Linked DNA regions of Mus musculus: region 2 is linked to region 1. The links are chromatin contacts, called in public Hi-C maps. All regions are on one chromosome and are shown on one strand. Each heading gives the region's core, a stretch centred on a gene start, on an enhancer-like site or on the middle of the called end of the contact. The rest is flanking DNA. Distances are from core to core; before and after follow the strand shown. Region 1 has its middle 30 kb from the start of Gm31711. Region 2 has its middle 440 kb from the start of Gm31711.

Evidence for each region. A called contact is a pair of places that touch in the nucleus more often than the background predicts.
Region 2: a contact with region 1 is called in a Hi-C map of liver, with 4 times the contacts expected there. The contact joins two enhancer-like sites. A contact is called at or near these places in 1 of 484 Hi-C or Micro-C datasets (liver) and 1 of 115 datasets of contacts at active chromatin or transcription factors (pancreatic cancer cells).

What each region holds. Positions count from the first base shown.
Region 1 is chr13:16,288,638-16,294,141 of GRCm38.p6, forward strand. No RefSeq gene overlaps it. Among named protein-coding and RNA genes, the nearest start is that of Gm31711, 30 kb to the left of the region's middle. Within about 2 kb of position 3,169, at least 9 of the 459 cell types and tissues checked have an H3K27ac peak or open chromatin away from gene starts, as enhancers often do. A contact at or near this core is called in liver, where this site is marked.
Region 2 is chr13:16,700,557-16,706,060 of GRCm38.p6, forward strand. No RefSeq gene overlaps it. Among named protein-coding and RNA genes, the nearest start is that of Gm31711, 440 kb to the left of the region's middle. Within about 2 kb of position 2,180, at least 4 of the 459 cell types and tissues checked have an H3K27ac peak or open chromatin away from gene starts, as enhancers often do. A contact at or near this core is called in liver, where this site is marked.

The sequences.
Region 1 (5,504 bases), core at 1,919-4,418:
CCAAGATACAGTCCACAGAACTCAAAAAGATCAACAATCTGAAGGGCCCAAGTGAGGAAGCCTCTGACCCACTTGGGAGAGAGAAGAAAGCAATCACAAGTGGGGTGGGAGGGAGGGACCTGAGAGGGAAAGTGGATGGGGGAGGGGGAAGTTGGAGGGAGAGGGGAACTTGGTCTGGTATTGGGTGAGGGAAAAGGACTGAAGCCTCAGGGCCAGCAGAAAGAATGGAAACAGGCAACTTCAGGAAATATCAGGTTGGGGGACCCTCCAGAATGCACCAGAGACCTGGGAGGTGAAAGATTCTCAGGGCACAAAAGAAGGGGACCTTATGTAAAATGCCCTGACCATAGGGAGAGGGAACTTAGAGAGCCCACCTCCAGTAGGAAAACAAGATATCAAGTGAGGGATGGGGTTGCCATCCCACAGTCACAATTCTGACCCATAATTGTTCCTGTCTGAAAGAATTACGTGGATGGAAATGGAGAGGAGCCTGGGGAAAAGAAGGTCCAGCAACAGGCTCAAAATGGAATCCAGATCAAGGGGAGGTCCCAAGACCTGACACTATTACAAAAAGGGACCTAACGTGATTGCCCTCTGAAAGACCCAGCAAGCACCTTAAAGAGTCAGATGCAGATGTTTGCACCTAACCAATGGACAGAAGCAGCTGACCCCTGTTGTTGAATTAGTGAAGGCTGAATGAAGCTGAGGAGAAGGGTGATCCTATAGAAGGACCAGCAGTCTCAATTAATCTAGACCCCCAGATCTCTCAAACACTGGACCACCAAACATACAGCATACAACAGTTGATATGAGGCCCCCAACACACATACAGTAGCAGACTTCCCAGTCTGTGTTCATTCAGAGATGATGCATCTAACCCTCAAGAGAATGGAGGATCCAGGGAGCTTAGAGGTCAGGTGGGGTGGGGGTGGGTAGTGGGAACATCCATGTGGAGACGGGGGGCCTGGGGGTGGAGATATAGGATGTAGAACAGTTGGAGGGTGGATGGTGGGTACAAAATATGAAGTGTAAAAAATAAATTAATTAGATAATTAATTTACATAGACTGAGGTAATTTGGCTACCTATAATTACTTTCCAGTGCAAGATCCAGCCATGAGCCAACTCTGCACTATTGTCTTTTCTAATTGGCTTCATTTCCATGGCAGCCAGCACTCCCCGACACAGAACATGTCCTCCTTGCACTGGAGGGCACGCAGAAGACAGGCTCCCACATAGGGTGGCCAGATGTCCTAGATTAAACAGCATGACACAGGAGCTGGAGCTACTGTCTGTCCAGTGTGTGCAGACATTCTGGATGGGATGTCCTTCCAGACCTAGGCTCTTGGAACTGTTTGAAGGGAAGACACTCTTGTCTTTCACCATTTGGGCCTCAGGAGGCAGAGGAATGAATTGTGTTGGCCCAGCCCTGGGGAGTACTTCATTGCCTTTGTTTGAAAGGAAATGTTTCCAGTTCTATAAAGAGCTTTCCTTTATTCCTCAGAATACAGGAATGATACAAGCTTACACACTTTGTAAGACTTCTAAAGGAGACATTCCTGAAAGTTTGCCACTTGGGATAGATTACTAAAAGATCCCAGGGAGAGAAGAGGAGATGGGGTACTACACAATGCATCCTGCCCCAAAGGAGACACTGTCTTCTGCACATGAACAGCCAGAAAGAGCTCTCTTAAAGTAATATGGGAGCTGAAGACTGGCAGACGTTTCTGGGCATGGCCAGAGTGCCACCTATTCACTGGGCTCTAGAGCACCCAGAGGCTCTTGAAGCCCTCATTAATCATAGCTTTGCCTTCCAGAGAAGAAATGTGTTTTTTATAAGCTGGTCCTTATGAATAGGGCTGATTACAAAGCTGTAAAAGTCAGACATGAATTAGTGTGCAGAGTCCCTAAAGTCCCCAAATGCCACACCAAGGCAGGACTTTTAAGTGCAATTATAACTTCTGGAACCAGCATAACATGATGTTCTGCATTTGAAAATCTGAGAAAGCATCTGCATGAATTTCTTATTCCATTTGCTATTTGCATACTTGCAAAATTTAAAAACCTGCTTTGGCATATGTCAGGAAAAAAAACTACAAAATCTTTTTTTTTTTCAGAATAATGGAAGGAAAAAAATGCAGTGTAAATATTTGTGTCAAAAGCTTGATAAGGGGAATGCCTGCCCCCGCTCTTGGATTATAGTTTCTGGCTCTCCCAAGCATGGCAGTTTCACTGGACAAGCAGTTACAAGAGAAGTGCAAATGACCTGAACTTATTAGGAAAATGCTTCCATTACTAATTGAGTGGCAAAACTGAAACTTGGCCTTCACAGTCACTCTTCATTGCCAGATAAATGCCCAGTGGATTCTGAGTGGACCCTGGCATTTTCCCAAGCTGGAGCTTTATGTCAGTATCTTTGCCACTGTGCCCCCCTCCTCACTGAGACTTTTTCTCTAGGATCCTTGAAACTGTGCCCAGTAATTTGTTCCATTTTAACTATGGCAAGCAAAGAGACTCGCTTTGCTATTTTTACTTCAAGGTCTTAGCTCTGGAGCTGCACCATCCATTTAAGTATTCGGCATTGGTTGATGATGAAGGTAGTTGGAGGAAGTTAGTTGGATTTGAACCTTCCTGTCAACTAACTTTGACTTAATGTTTTTAAGCATATAGACAACAGACTTTTTACAAAGCAAGTCAGAGACATTTTTGTACACCTAGAGATGGGCACAAAAAAGAAACACATGAGTGACCAGTAGTGAATAGATAAGAGAATCATGATTTTCACCCAGCTGCCTCAACACACACCTCCATGGATGTTCCTGCATGTGCATGAACTAATCATGATACTGTCATGTGCCTACCTTAAGAGAAGTGCCCTTCTGCAAACTAATATACAAAGATAAATCGAATATAGGGTCTATCTTTTCTAAACAAACAAACCCCTCATCTTTCTTATGTCTCTACTCATGGAGACAAAAGCAGAAAAAGTTGATAATGTCAAATGTTGGTGTTATCATGGAGGAGTGAGGGAAAGTCAACAACACCAACCAGGAGGATTAACATGGTCCTGGCTAAAAGCCCAGCCTCCAGTAGGTAAGCGTGCATGCAGATGTCCTCATGCAATGATCACTCCCTTTCTGCATAGGACTCTGGACTTAGCCAGGAAAAGAGGACATGACCTGTTTGGATCGCTGTCCCAACGGGCAAGGTCATAGTCTATTCAGATTATCTGTGAGTAGCCTTTCCCTTAGTTACAGTTGGGCCACAGGAAGTACCTCGAACTCACTGTCTCAGGAAGTCCCACCTGACCTGTCCTTCTTGCTATCACAGTGCAACTTCTAGCAATCATTTTTAAAGATGAAGAATGCTTCCCATTTCTGGCCTACACAGATGCACCAAGAAGTCTTCTGATGCCAAAGCTCGCTGAAAATGTAAGGTAATGATTAACTCAGTAGGAATTTCACCTGCAGAGAGTTAACAATTGACAGCTAAGACAGGGAGATGCTCTGGAATAAGAAAGGCATGGTGAAAAGTCTGGTGTAACTCTGATAGGCCTGCCTTTATATGTTCCTTGACCTTATTCCCTTACTGCTTTTAATATTCTATCTTTATTTAGTGCATTTGTTGTTCTGACTATTATGTGTCGGGAGGAATTTCTTTTCTGGTCCAGTCTATTTGGAGTTCTGTAGGTACATTTACACAATGGAGTACTACTCAGCTATTAAAAAGAATGAATTTATGGAATTCCTAGGCAAATGGATGGACCTGGAGGGCATCATCCTGAGTGAGGTAAACCAATCACAAAAGAACTCACACGATATGTACTCACTGATAAGTGGATATTAGCCCAGAAACTTAGGATACCCAAGATATAAGATACAATTTGCTAAACGCATGAAACTCAAGAAGAACGAAGACCAAGGTGTGGACACTTTGCCCCTTCTTAGAATTGGGAACAAAACACCCATGGAAGGAGTTACAGAGACAAAGTTTGGAGCTGAGAAGAAAGGATAGACCATCTAGAGACTGCCATACCCAGGGATCCATCCCATAATCAGCCTCTAAACGCTGACACCATTGCATACACTAGCAAGATTTTGCTGAAAGGACCCAGATATAGCTGTCTCTTGTGAGGCTATGTCAGAGCCTAGCAAACACAGAAGTGGATGCTCACAGTCAGCTATTGGATGGATCACAGGGCCCCCAATGGAGGAGCTAGAGAAAGTAACCAAGGAGCTAAAGGGTTCTGTAACCCTATAGGTAGAACAACAATATGAACAAACCAGTACTCTCCCAGAGCTTGTGTCTCTAGCTGCATATGTATCAGAAGATTGCCTACTCTGCCATCATTGGAAAGGGAGGCCCATTGGTCTTGCAAACTTTATATGCCTCAGTACAGGGGAACACCAGTGCCAAGAAGTGGGAGTGGGTTGGTAGGGATGTGGGGGGTGGGGAGGGTATGGGGAACTTTTGGGATAGCATTGGAAATGTAAATGAAGAAAATACCTAATTAAAAAAATTTTTTAAAACAAGAAAGGCATGGTGATCAGCTGGTCCAATACAATGGGAGTATGCGAAAGGAACCAGTGGCAAGTGCAGCCAGATGTACTGTGCTAGCATGCTTTATGTAAACCTGCTTTCACAACTGGGCTAAAGAGATTTTCTGTCCCCCATTTGGGAAAATGGAAGAAGAGAGGGATTGCTTACGTTTTCTGAGGTAACACTGATGAGAAGTGGCAGAGACAACTCAGTCAACTGGCTCTGGAGGCCAAGCTCTATCTGTGATGCCCTTGGCTGAGAAGAAGTGATAGATAATCTCAGACAGTGGCTGTAGGAAACTCTTCAGGTCTCATTGTCTAGTTGGCAGTTCTTACTCTGTGTCCTTGCCTGAGTCCAGGTTGGTAAAGAAACCCTATTATTTTGAGAAGACTTCTGTATTAAACATCAACAATCCTGCTTGCTTAGATTCTGGTCTTCCTGGTTTCCTCTCTCCTCATAACAAGAGGGTACCCAGTTGATAAGGCTTTTTGTAGCCCTAATAAGCCTGTGCAGTAACTGTGCCTTTGGGAGTTTCTTCCCACACTCCATTTCTCCATGCTGCCATTGCTTTGTTCTTCTTTTGTTTTTGATGAGACTGGACATCTAATAATGAGTGTCTTCCCACCCACATGGTTATTTGTCAGGTTCCTTTTGAGTATCCCTTCCTATAGGTAGCAGTAATGACTGTCCACATGATAATAAGCACCATCCTCACAAATCTCCTTATCAGATTTCCTTTGAGCTGCCATAGAACTTGTTGGGACCTAGTTATAGAATTCCTCTTAAAGCTGTGTCAATTCCCTCTTCCATATGACACAGAAGTACCCTCCTTCCAACCTTACAGTGCTAAAATATTCTTATTTTCCATAGCTTTAGTTATCAGGGAAAAACTCCCTTAAACTAATGGGAAATAACACAGTTTCCAGTTTTGCTTTCTATAGCCACAGGAAAACTCAGTCTTGAAAC
Region 2 (5,504 bases), core at 930-3,429, 410 kb after region 1:
TCTCTCTGTGTGTGTGTGTGTGTGTGTGTGTGTGTGTGTGTGTGTGTGTTGTGTTTTAAGGAAGAGCCAAAAGAAAGTGGAAAGCAAGTTTGTAGCTAGCCATTTGAACCTTTGGTTATTGATAGGACAGCTAAAATTGCCAAGGCTTTTGAAATCTTTAAACAATACATTGAATACATATAAATATGTTAAATGGATGCATATGTGTATGCATATGTGAAAACCCAGGAATAGTATCCCTATGGGACACATAAGTATAGGAGGCACATGTCACAAACTCTATGACTATACCCATGGTACAGATGATTGCCTTCCTCTTCCTAGGCTGCATTTCACTCCAGGAAAAAGTGATAAGAACATACCCAGGTCAGAGGCTTCCATCTAAGCTAGCTATAAAATTAGCAACATAATTTGTGGTTGTGAATCACTTATTTGATAGCGAAAGAAGGTGAAGAATTCCTATGCTGAATACACAGGTAAAATGCAAGTCCTGTACATGTAAAGAGAAGCCTTGTCCTAGTGGCTGTTGCTAGTCACATTTCAAAAACTGTTCTGCTGTGCTAAGCTGCTGACATATTTCAGAGATTAACCTGAGTACTATTGCTTGGGTCTTGGCCAGCATGTGCTGTTGGGTGTGTTAAGAGAGGAAACTATTAAACAGAAGAAAGAATTTTACTATTTTTACATGGATTATTTTTTTAAAATAGGAACTGTTTTCTAGTGATGCCATTGCAGAATTCCTGAGTTGCCCGTCTATGGTTAGCTAATCATCAGGCAAGCACTAAAGCCTATGGACTTGAATTTTCCTATAGGACCTGATTAAGACCTCAGACTGAGCCAGTGCTTGCTCTGTATTGTGCTCTGTATCATGTTCCCACCTACCTGGCTATGACTTCTGAGCCATGCTTAGACCTTCCTGATGTGAGGGAGTAATTACAATGACAGAAGCAGAAGGCAGGAGAGGTTCTCCTTCAGGGACACCAAGGCTGAGCTTATGAAATCCACTCCTGGTACTCAGTCTGGACCCAAAGCTCAGAACATGGTTCTTTCCCTCCTCTTCCCCATTTTAGAAAGCATCCTTTGAATTTCATTTCTTCATGTGCTTTTTACCCGTGTACATATTTTCTACATTCAATTTTCTACCTCACAGTTAAAGGCAGATTTTCCTCTTTCCTTCATAATGGAGTAAGCCCACTTAATTTGCTAGAAATCCAAGCTGGAATAAAGAGAGGCCGTTCTGACCAACTAACCATGTTCATGATTGAGAAAACATGGGGGAAAGTTTTCAGAATTTCAGCATGCCTGTTAATGATGCCAGACAATATAATAGTGTAATATTTATTTGCAATTTCCTACTGACCTGGCCTTTCCTTCCATATCCTAAGCTTGGGAGGAGGACAGTTGTACCATAGAGGGTGCTGTGCTTGAATCAAGGACAAATATTGCCCCTAAGATACCTCAGAAAAGCCATTGAAATATACTCTTTTTTAAAGGCACACCCATGTGGATTTTTCTCATGTACCCTCAGTGTCTTGATACTGGCACAACTGGGAACTCTTACATGTGATAGATCTTTAAAAAAAAAAAAAAAAAAGGACATTCTTTGCTTCACACTGTAAACTAAATGCTTTCTTTCCTTAGAGATCTCAGAATAGGTCTGCATGCATGATACCAAACACCTATGCTGAGAAAAACAGGAGCAAACAATGCCATAGGGGACTGCCTTTGAAATGGAGCCTGGGAATCAGTCAACCACACAGCAGTATTTGTTTGCTTTCCTTGTTTTCCCAGAACAGTACTCACCTGAAGCAACAACCTGCACTTTGTCCTTTGTGGAGATGAGGAGGGGCACAGAAGGGATGCTTTCTGGCTGCTTGTCAAGGCGTTCCCAACACAAGATGGCTCAGAGTTTGTATCTTAGGTAACCCTGGGGCTACTGTTCACTTCACCTGGGTAGATATGCAAAGACTATGGCATCCTCAGCTAAGGAGCAATTCTTCAGCCAAACGTTAAGCACAGTCTCTGGTTCCCTGGCACTGGTGTGAGTTTTTTCTGCATACTGGAGGTAGGGGAGCATTTAGCCATCTCTTACTTTGCATTCAGTCTATCAGAAGCAGTTACTTTCCTCTGTGAACCTTATTCCCAAATATCAAAAAGGAAACAGGGGACTCTTTTCCAGGACAACCTGTTTGCCAACTTGCTAACCCTGCCATTCACTCAGGAGGGCAAAGGTGAGCCACTCTCTTCCACTAATACTGGAACCTAAGTAAAAGTCTTAGGCTTTCTCAAATGACAAGACCCAGGTGGTACCTCACAGGCCTTGTTTGGTGTGGTTGCTTTAAATATACAAAGTAAAGACGACATTATACCAGAGTTGAACCATCACTGTATATGGGAAAACCCAGAGCTTGGCAACTTAGACTTGACATTCCCCAAGTCAAGGATTGGGCTGTCTCTGCTCGAAAGTCTAGCTCCTTGATTTGTTTGTGTGTTTGTAGAGACAGTATCACTGTATAGACTATCCTGGCCTGGAACACCTGCTTCTTCCCATTTGGGGGACGGCAGGAGTGTACTATGCACCTTACCATTGTGATATTGTGTCTCCTGTGTATTTCTGGAGCCTGGCATTAGGTATCTCAATCGAAACCTTTCAAAGAGAAATGTGATGTCTGAGTTAGTTACTATCTAATAAAGTTTATTCTGTTAATCAAATATTAGCTTCAATCTTCCTGTTGGCTGACCACCAAGAGAACTCTCTTGGATCCCCAAAACATCCTTGGGCTGCTAGTATAAACACATGATTTGACCCTTTTTTCATGAATAAGTGACTTCTGTGTATCATGGCTTCATTTGGGAACTATAGAGTTGGCATTCCAGGAAACAAGCTTTGTCCAGTTCTGAAGAGGCACTTTCCAACTCAGGCTTTGCTAAGTAATTTAAGTAACATAAATCACCAAATGTGTACCCTTGGCCTCTCTCATCTTAGTGTAGTTAGAAAATAAGATGAGGAGACAATTTTAACCCCTCCCAGATATCTAATTCTTTGGTAAAGCATGCTACATATGTAGAACTCCAAAGCTTCCAGTACCTTAGAGGTAAAATTGACTCTTGTGACACATCATGGCTAATCACAGAAGTGACACTAGAGCGGCCAAAACAGGAAAGGGATGATACTAGGTGACTGGAGGCTAGTAAGAGTTGGCTATAGGCTGCATTAACACCCTGAGATAATCTAAAGGCTTGGTTGAGGGGTCTTTGGCAGTACATTGGCAAGCGCAAGAAGAAACACAGATATGTAGTGTGATAAAAAGAAAATGTCAAAAGTAAAGAAGGAAAGAAGGAAAGAATGAAAAATAAATAAAAGAAAAAAAATCCAGCCTTGAAATTTATAGAAACCAGAAGTTAATTCTGAGATGCCATTAAGTAAGGAGCTTAAAACCTTGTCTTAGTACCATTCCTATTAGTGTTAACAGAATACATGAGACTATGATCAATGAAGTATAAAGGTTTTGGCTAGACCATGGCTTGGGATGTTTGGAGGTCACAGCCATGTCTTCCATATTTCTTCACTTTAGAGAAAGAATCCTCACATTGCTTTTCATCACATCAGGAAGCAGAAAAGCAAGTAAGGAGTGGTAAAAGACTATTATGAGCAACATCTTTGATTTATAATCTATAATCTAGTTCACATGAAAGGGAGAACATGCTCCTAAAACACATGGACCTTTCTAAATGAATGGCACAATCACCTCTTAAACTCCCCCCAAGGGTTATCATAATGACAATCAAATTACAATGTGAGTTTTGAAGAGGTTTGCTTTTCCCCTGTCCATCTAGAATACTGTCTATTCTGGGACTTACCACACCTTTCCATTTGTGTTGTCCATCTTGTGTTGTCCATCTTGTGTTTTGTCCCATTTGAACTCTGTTAGGCTTTTTAATACTCTCTTCCTGCAGTAGTCATGGAAGGAAGCAAATTTTGGCCCTGGGATGAAGTCAAAATACTCCAGGATATTACATTGTAACATTGGTAGAGTTGTTTGGTCTATGCCTTCCTTCTATAGTGAAGCTCTGAATTACTTACCTACACAGAGACTCCCATCTGTCCTACTTCCTCTCTCCTCAGTACTAGGTGTAACTTTTGAAAAGTTACATGTCTCCCACTGCAATCGAAGAACTACTTCAGTTTTCCAGTTCTCCACCAGCCTTCATATACCACTGCTACCTTGTGCTTGTGATTGTCTCAAAATTGTTAAAATGCTTCCATAACCTTTGTCGTGTTGAATCAGCCTACCTGTTTATGACCTAGTCACTATACCTGATATTGCTTTGGCTTTTTTGCAAATAAGTGAGATTTTACCATCTGGGCAAGATTGTATGCTGCAAGATTCTCAAGACCATATAGACAGAGCCAAGGAAAGCCAGAGCCCATGGTCTAAGCTCACCTACTTCTCTCCACACCTAAAACTCTCTTCTGTCATTTGGCCAAAATCCTGAGAGTTATTTTTGTTCTCTGCTAGCTAGGAAACTGAAGTCTAGAAAGAATCTTACAAATTAATATTTCAACAGGCAACAGGTCACCCCTCTCTAGGACACTGCATTTTAATGAGCTTCCATCAGTTATATAAAATGAGGAGAAGCACTCCTAAATACACAACTTCTAAGCAATAACTCAGAGTGTGTTCCAGAGATACTGGGGATGCGAGGTTTTTGTTTGTTTGTTTTTGTTTGATGAATAGCTCTCAACCTGCATCATGTGCAGGGTTCCCTCGTCTGGTTTCTCTAGTCCTCTTAAGGAATTACTTTTCTGAGACATTGACTTCTGCACCTGCTAAGAGTATGCATACAGGTAGAGGTACTCCACTGTGATTGCCTCATAATAAATCAGGATTGTGCTTTGCTCTAAGAATGAGCTCTGCTTGTGTACTTTCTCAGCGTACTCTTTTTTATATTTATTTTATTTTATTTTTTTAATCTTTTTTATTTTATTTTAATTAGGTATTTTCTTCATTTACATTTCCAATGATACCCCAAAAATCCCCCATATCACCCCCACTTCCCTACTCCCCCACCACCACTCTCACTTCTTGGCCCTGGTGTTCCCCTGTACTGAGGCTCAGCGAACTCTTGTTCTGATATTTACCACATGCAGTCACTGTGGGTCTCTGACCATAATAAAAGCAATCTAGCCATCGGAACCTTGGGCCAGTGGCAAACAGGAAGGGTTAAATGTTTCTGCATGAAGCAAGCCTGGCTCAACCCCATGAATCTCTTTTTCACATTTGCTGCTTATTCATAACCCAAGCCCATCTGCTGTGCAAGTAACGATCGATCAGCGGCTCCTGTTTCAGATGTCAACCGCCCCAGCTGTTTCTCTCTCTCTCTCTGTAAACACAAAGGGGGAAGCAATTACCACATTAATATTCTGACTTGATTATGCCTATGCAGTGAAATGAAGCCTAATGAGTTCTCCTCTTTTCTCACTATCACCTCAGTCCTCCACA